2 separate regions of the Pan troglodytes genome follow, and region 1 is linked to region 2. A link is a contact called in public HiChIP or PLAC-seq data. All regions are on one chromosome and are shown on one strand. The core of a region is the stretch at or near the end of the contact, and the rest is flanking DNA. Distances in the headings are between cores, read along the strand shown.

The links. HiChIP or PLAC-seq counts read pairs in DNA pulled down with a chosen protein or histone mark.
Region 1: an H3K4me3 HiChIP or PLAC-seq map of stem cell-derived excitatory neurons shows a contact between it and region 2, with 3 times the contacts expected there. The contact joins the promoter of SFPQ here to the promoter of ZMYM4 in region 2. A contact is called at or near these places in 2 of 7 Hi-C or Micro-C datasets (induced pluripotent stem cells and stem cell-derived neural progenitor cells) and 1 of 1 datasets of contacts at active chromatin or transcription factors (stem cell-derived excitatory neurons).

Annotation. Positions count from the first base shown.
Region 1 is chr1:195,793,776-195,797,297 of NHGRI_mPanTro3-v2.0_pri, reverse strand. It overlaps SFPQ (splicing factor proline and glutamine rich), which reads right to left and starts at 1,673. Exons shown (of 10, transcript NM_001251847.1): 1 at 753-1,673; 2 at 1-60. The coding sequence starts at 1,580.
Region 2 is chr1:195,719,108-195,722,128 of NHGRI_mPanTro3-v2.0_pri, reverse strand. It overlaps ZMYM4 (zinc finger MYM-type containing 4), which reads left to right and starts at 1,704. Exons shown (of 30, transcript XM_001166982.6): 1 at 1,704-2,128. The coding sequence starts at 2,090.

The DNA.
Region 1 (3,522 bases), core at 424-2,923, 75 kb before region 2:
TCGCTGTGTGTAAGTTTTCTCTCCAGGCCTCCTCAAGAGAGACAAATTGGCTTTAAACCCCTAATGAAAAAGGAAAGAAGTTTTCAAACACCGGAGACCTCTGCAAGTGAAAATCCCCAAGACAGTATTTGCTTATCTGAAACCTATCAGTTGCCTTTCTGTTCCGTTTGGTCACAATCAAGGTTTTACTATGTGAGATTTCTAACATGAGCACTATCTTAACATTGAAAAAGGAGCCCCATCATCCAGAATGTTCGAGAATAGACACACTTCCCCGAAGAGTAGACGTCCATCAGCAACTGTCAGCCACATATGTTGAGTGTCCCTAAAAAAATCTCAATAGTATGAAAATTAAAATACGAAAATAACTCAAGTCCAAATGCCACTGTAACCTACACGATCTGCGCCTGCGCTTTTATGGAACTTCCCGGTTCTCTCCAAACCTACGCCGCATGCTCTGCATTACGCCAGTCCCAGGGACAGGCTACCTTCTGCAGGGCCGACCACCGCGACCCCGCGCTTCCTTCCGAAAGGAAACCTCCCCTAGCCTTCCGCCCGCCGGGAGAGCAAGGCGCGGCAGCGGCCAATCCCACGCCGACCGACGGCCCCGCAGGCCGCCCCGCCCCCGCGGCGGCGCGCGCAAGCGCCCCTTCCGGCAGCCGACAAAATGGAAGCCCAGCGCGGGGGCGGGGGCGAGGAGGGGGCCGCCGCCATCTTAGGGGAGCCGACGCGTCGCTCCCATAAACACTCACCTCCGAGTCCGAGATCTTCTCCTCGCTGCGGCCGCCGGGCCCGCCGGGCGGAGGCCCCTGGTGATGCTGCTGGTGGTAGGGCGGGTGGTGCTGGCGGCCCCCGCGGGGCTCCCCGCCGCCTCGATGAGGCGGCTTGGGGTGGCCGCCAGGAGTGCTTAGGCCCGGGCCGCCACCTGGCTTCGGCCCGCCAGGCATTTTGCCGCCTTTGGGACCACCCGGACCTGGGCCCTGCTTAGGCCCTGGACCCGGGCCCGGGACTGCCGCGGGCGGAGGCGGCGGGCCTCCGGCCTGAGGAGGTGTGGTAGGGACCCCGCTGCTTGGCGGGGTGGGTGGCGGCGCCCCGGGAGGGGCCGAGGTGACTGCAGGCGGCGGGGTCGGCGTCGGGCCTGGCCCAGACCCTGGCGGGGCCCCCGAGGTTGGTGGAGTGGCGGGCGGGGCCGAGCTGGAGGCTGGCGGTGCGCTGCCTACTCCGGGAGCGGGGCCGGGTCCCTGAGCAACGACGGGCTTGGAAGAGTCCTGCGGCGGTGGCGGCGGCTGCTGCTGCTGATGCGGCTGTGGATGCGGCGGCGGCTGATGCGGTGGCGGCTGCTGCGGCGGTGGCTGCTGCGGTGGTGGCTGTTGCTGCTGTTGGTGTGGAGGCGGTGGCGGGATCGGAGGCTTAGGGCCGCTCTGGCCCGGGCCAGGACCCATGGGGCCGCGATTCTGATTGAGGCCCATGCCGGGCGGCGGAGAACGGAAGTCGTGGAGGCCGCCGCGGCCGCCGCCTCCTCCACGCCTGTGGAAGCCGCCACCGCCACCGCCACGACTCCGGAACCGATCCCGAGACATGTCTGTGGTCAAGGGGCGGTCGAGGCAAAAGCGAAGAAGACGCTCAGGAAACGTGGAGGCCACCTTGCTTCTCACAAAATGGCGGATGACACAGGCGGCGCGCCGCCTTTGTCCTCGTCTTATATAGGCCAGCTGGCACGGCCCCGCCTACTCCACGATCGACAGCTCCAATAGCCAATTGCAATTACTATGCCTGATGACACTAAGTTGCGAACCTCTGATCTTTCCTATTGGCCCCTGGGTGAGAGGCGGGAGGCATGGAGGGACTGAAGTTTCCAGTTGGCCAGTGAGCGAAGAAGGCGTTGGCTGTAGGCCACTATGATTTGCTAGGAGAAATTTGAATGGGTATGCCAGGGCAATTTTCACTTGCGAGCAAATAACCAGGGCTCTATCCGCTCCTGCAGAGAAGCGTTGGAGGTCTCTTTTCTTTCTTGATTGTCCCTAGGAGCAATCTATTGATATCCTTGCCCAGAAAAACAGATGTTTTCCGATTCAAAATCAGAAATTGAGTGCCTGCTGTCTACCCTACCTCGTGCCAACTCAATGAAAGTAGAGAAGTAAAATCTTACCGATTTCAAACACACGCAGTCTTAACTGATTTCATTATGGAACCTCATAGGAATACAGATTTATTGTAGCAGCATAAACTTTTCAATAGGCTTCTGTGGGTGCGCGCTTTGTTCAAAAAGAGCCCTTGTGTGTATGTGTATATATATACACGTTTACAAACACCAATCACAGGAGGAATGTAAATATTCCACTCAACACTTTACGAACAGACTAAGGTACTTTTTAAAAATTACAATGTTAGGCTGGGCACTGTGGCTCACGCCTGTAATCCTAGCACTTTGGGACACCGAGTCGGGCAGATCACCTGAGGTCAGGAGTTCTAGACCAGCCTGGCCAACATGGCGAAACCCCGTCTTTACTAAAAAATACAAAAATTTGGCTGGGTGCGGTGGCTGACGCCTGTAATCCCAGCACTTACTTTGGGAGCCGAGGTGGGTGGATCACGAGGTCAGGAATCCGATACCAGCCTGGCCAATATGGTGAAACCCCGTCTCTACTAAAAATACAAAAATTAACTGGGCGTGGTGGTGCACGCCTGTAGTCCCAGCTACTTGGGAGGCTGAGGCAGGAGAATTGCTTGAACCCGGGAGGCAGAGGTTGCAGTGAGCCGAGATTGCGCCACTGCACTGCAGCCTGGGCGACAGAGCAAGACTCAGTCTCAAAAAAAAAAAAAAAAAAATTTGCTGAGCTTAATAGTGCACACCTATAATCCCAGCCACCTGGGAGGCTGAGGCAGGAGAATTGCTTGAGCCCAGGAGGCGGAGGTTGCAGTGAGCCGAGATCGCGCTATTGCACTCCAGCCTGGGCGACAAGTGCCAGACTGTCTCAAAAAAAAAAAAAAAAAAAAAAAAAATTACAATGTTACAATGTCTATAGGGTATTAACCAGTCAGATGCATCAATTATTTTTCTCTTATTTTCTTTGACACAGAGTCTTATTTTTTTTGACACAGAGTCTCGCTCTGTTGCCCAGGCTGGAGAGCAGTGGCACTATCTCAGCTCACTGCAACCTCTGCCTCCCAGGTTCAAGTGATTCTCCTGCCTCAGCCTTACAAGTAGCTGGGACCACAGGCGCGAGCCACCACACCCAGCCAATTTTTGTATTTTTAGTAGAGACAGGGTTTTGCCATGTTGGCCAGGCTGGTTTCAAACTCCTGACCTCAAGTGATCCACCCACCTAGGCCTCCGAAAGTGCTGGGATTATGGGAGTGAGCAACCACGCCCAGCCTGTATTTCACAATCTCCAGTTTCTTTGAGGTCCACAGACCTTTTGCGGAATCATTCCTCCCTCAACATTAGCTCATAGCTTATTATCTTCTTTTCTGCGTCTAACTCTCTTCATTCAAGATCCAGGCGGGACCGGGTGCGGTGGC
Region 2 (3,021 bases), core at 455-2,954:
ATCATATCTTCTCTAAGCCTCAGAGGCTCCATCTTGAAAATGTGGAGTTAGACTAAACTAATAAGTTTAAACTGTGATCTGAGAAACTCAACATTTCTGTAATGATGGGAGGGGGCATGAAAGGAGAGAGAGTGCAAGGGTGAAGCTGGGTGAATAGACTAGTGGGTTCCCCACTTACACTCCCAACTTAGCAGCTCCACATTTTAAACCACCAGATTTTATTAGAAGGGAGTATTCCACTGCCAATAAAACAGGTGGAAACCACTACAAGTTTTATGTAGCCACATTCCCTGGAATTATCTTTTCTTGGCTCCTCTTTTCTTTCTTGTCCTGGACATGGAACTAAAGGGAACATGTTTTTAAAATTCTGGCTGAAATGAACATATTTCTTTGTCCTTCTTTCTTCTCTCCTACTGAGGAGTGAAATTAAAGACAGTGCTAAAGGCATAAGCAAGGCCAGTATGGAAACTTCCAGCAATTTCACCAACAGTTTTCAGCAAAATATTACAGATTAGAAAACATCTGTTTCAGAATAGCTACCAAGTGCTAAATAAAACAGAAAACAGAAGTTACATCTCATTATCCTGTGACTTCAGGAGCTATCATTCCCACTTGAATATGTCTTGTCATGGGAAATGACCTTCAGGAGGCATCTTCTTTGTATTTCTTACTATATGTCTCCCCACTGTCCCTGAACTATCATTATAAACTTAATTTTTTCTCCACCCAACGCTTGTGGGAACTAGAATGAACAGAAGAGGAATGAATGAAGCCCTCATTTTTTTCAGCGATTTTCAGCTTAGGACCCAGTTTTGGAACAAGATAGACCCAAATCTACTTCCTGGTTTCCTGCTTAGAAATAAGATGCTTATCCTTTAAGGCAGATTGTCAAGCTCCTTCAATAGAGGTGAATGAGGACACCCATCATCTGCAAATCATTACATCTTCACAAGAGAATTATGATATTCTCCAAATACCATGAAACTTCAATTTTTAATCTTCTAGGGATATCAAATTAAACCAAATTTATCTCTCGCCTGAAGACAGCCTGGAGGACTGAGACTGTAATCTTGATTCCAACTCCACACCAGCCATTAGTTACATTGGGACAAATTCCTTCCCATGATCAGGCTGCAATTTTATCATTGGGAGCACTGGAGTAAATGGTTCCCTAAGATCCTTCTCCATTTTGATGTTCTAAGGATAAATTACTATTGAAGAAATTATTTCCAGTTGTTGGTTCAATCTTCAAAATCACCAAAAGCTTTGATTTTAAGGTGAGGTTATAGGAGTTGGCTCTTGATATTCTATGCCTTGTGCTTCAGAACAGGCAGTCGAAAGGGAGGAAAGTTGGTTTTCCTTGAGATGACTGTCTTGTTCCCTCATTGGTTTGGGATTCTTCATGTTCAGAGGTCCACTGAGAACTTCAGCTTACCATGACTTTCCCTCTTTAATGGTACCACTGTAGTCAGGTGTAAGATGGTGATGTGGAACCCTTCACTGACATTGCACCCAATTCTCCAGATTGTCTTTCCAGTAATTTCTTTCATTTCTCCTTCATCCCTGCGTCATGGTCCCTTTAAGGGAGCGGCCATAGTTGAGTGGTGGGAGCAGCTGCTGGCAGCAAAGAGACTTGCAGGATTTGGCCTACCCATGGCCACTTACCGCGCACGCTCAGGACCGGGGGCTTGGTGGGAAAGGAAGGAGGGACTTAGGGTGCGCCTGCGCATCAGGGGCGCGCGCAAGGGGCTGATTTGGTGATCCCTTTAAGAAACCGCAGGCGGAGGAATTTCTCTGAGAGAAAATAATCCTACTCACGGGGCCCCTTGGAGGCCATTAACCCCCCGAGTCCCGGCCCCCACCCCGTCCCCGGGCAGGCCCTCCCGCCCACGCGCGGACCCGTGGGATCTCAGAAGCTGCGGCCCGGCGCGCGGCATCCGCCCCCTCCCCACTCTCGGCGCAAGGCCCGGCCGGGTCCGGGGAAGCTGCCGCGAGGCGGCCGTGCCTGCAGTGTGGGCGGGGGCCGGGGGGCCGAGAGGTACCGCCGCCACCGCGCGGGGAGCCGCAGCGGTTCCGAGCGGGGCCCAACATGGCGGAGAGAGAGGTGGAGTCCGGCCCCCGAAAGAGGGTAGGTGAGGTGAGGCAGAACTCGGGCGGCGGGGGGCGGGGCGCGGCCCGGGGCCGGGAATGGGCCATACTCAGGTTCGTGGAGGGGTCGCCGAGGCCCAGTTAGGACAAGGTTGCGGGCAGGTCTGAGGCAGCCTTGGGTCCGGAGCGCGCTGGCGAGCGGTCCCTTGGCAGGTGGGACAAAGATTTGGTGCTGGGTGGGGGGGAGGGGAGGGGGCCGTTGTTTGCCTTCCTCCCCCCCGACCTTCCCCAGCACTGGGGTGGGATATCTAGGCCCAGGGAGGGGAGGTGTCAGATTCTTAAGTGCATCTTTAGTGCATCTTTAGTACATCAGAGTCTGGAAGTTTAACTGGGGAGAGGTCAGGTGGGGGTGGTGGTGGCGGGAATAAGTCGTGGAGGGGTCTCAGGAGAAATAACCGGAGGGTTCTTCAGTAACACCATCGCGAATTCATTTTCCTGCCTCCTTTCCCCTCCCCCCATAGCCGTTATCTAGACCAAAGTCGGGGTGGTGGTCTTACCTGTGAAGAAGTGGGATCGTTGGCATGTCCTGATTTAGGAGAAAGATTTTGGCTACTATGAATGTCATGTTCTAGCCTAGCCTCTTACTCGCAATTAGGGACTTGGAAGAATACGACAAGTTTTCTCATAACAGGGATGTACCCAATCAACCTGCAGAGGTGAAGCCAATTCTACATAGGAGTTGTTTGAATACCTTTTAAAGTTTGTCTGGAAACTTTCCTTATTTAATTCTGAGTGGTTTTTTTCAGATGGCGAACAATACTGTACTATCGATTGAGCAATATCCCTCACTTTTCTTTTACTTCCTCCCCGCTTAGCATGATAAGAAGTAAGTTTCCTTTTAGGAGTCTTCCTTTTGGGAATGGTTTCAGAAAC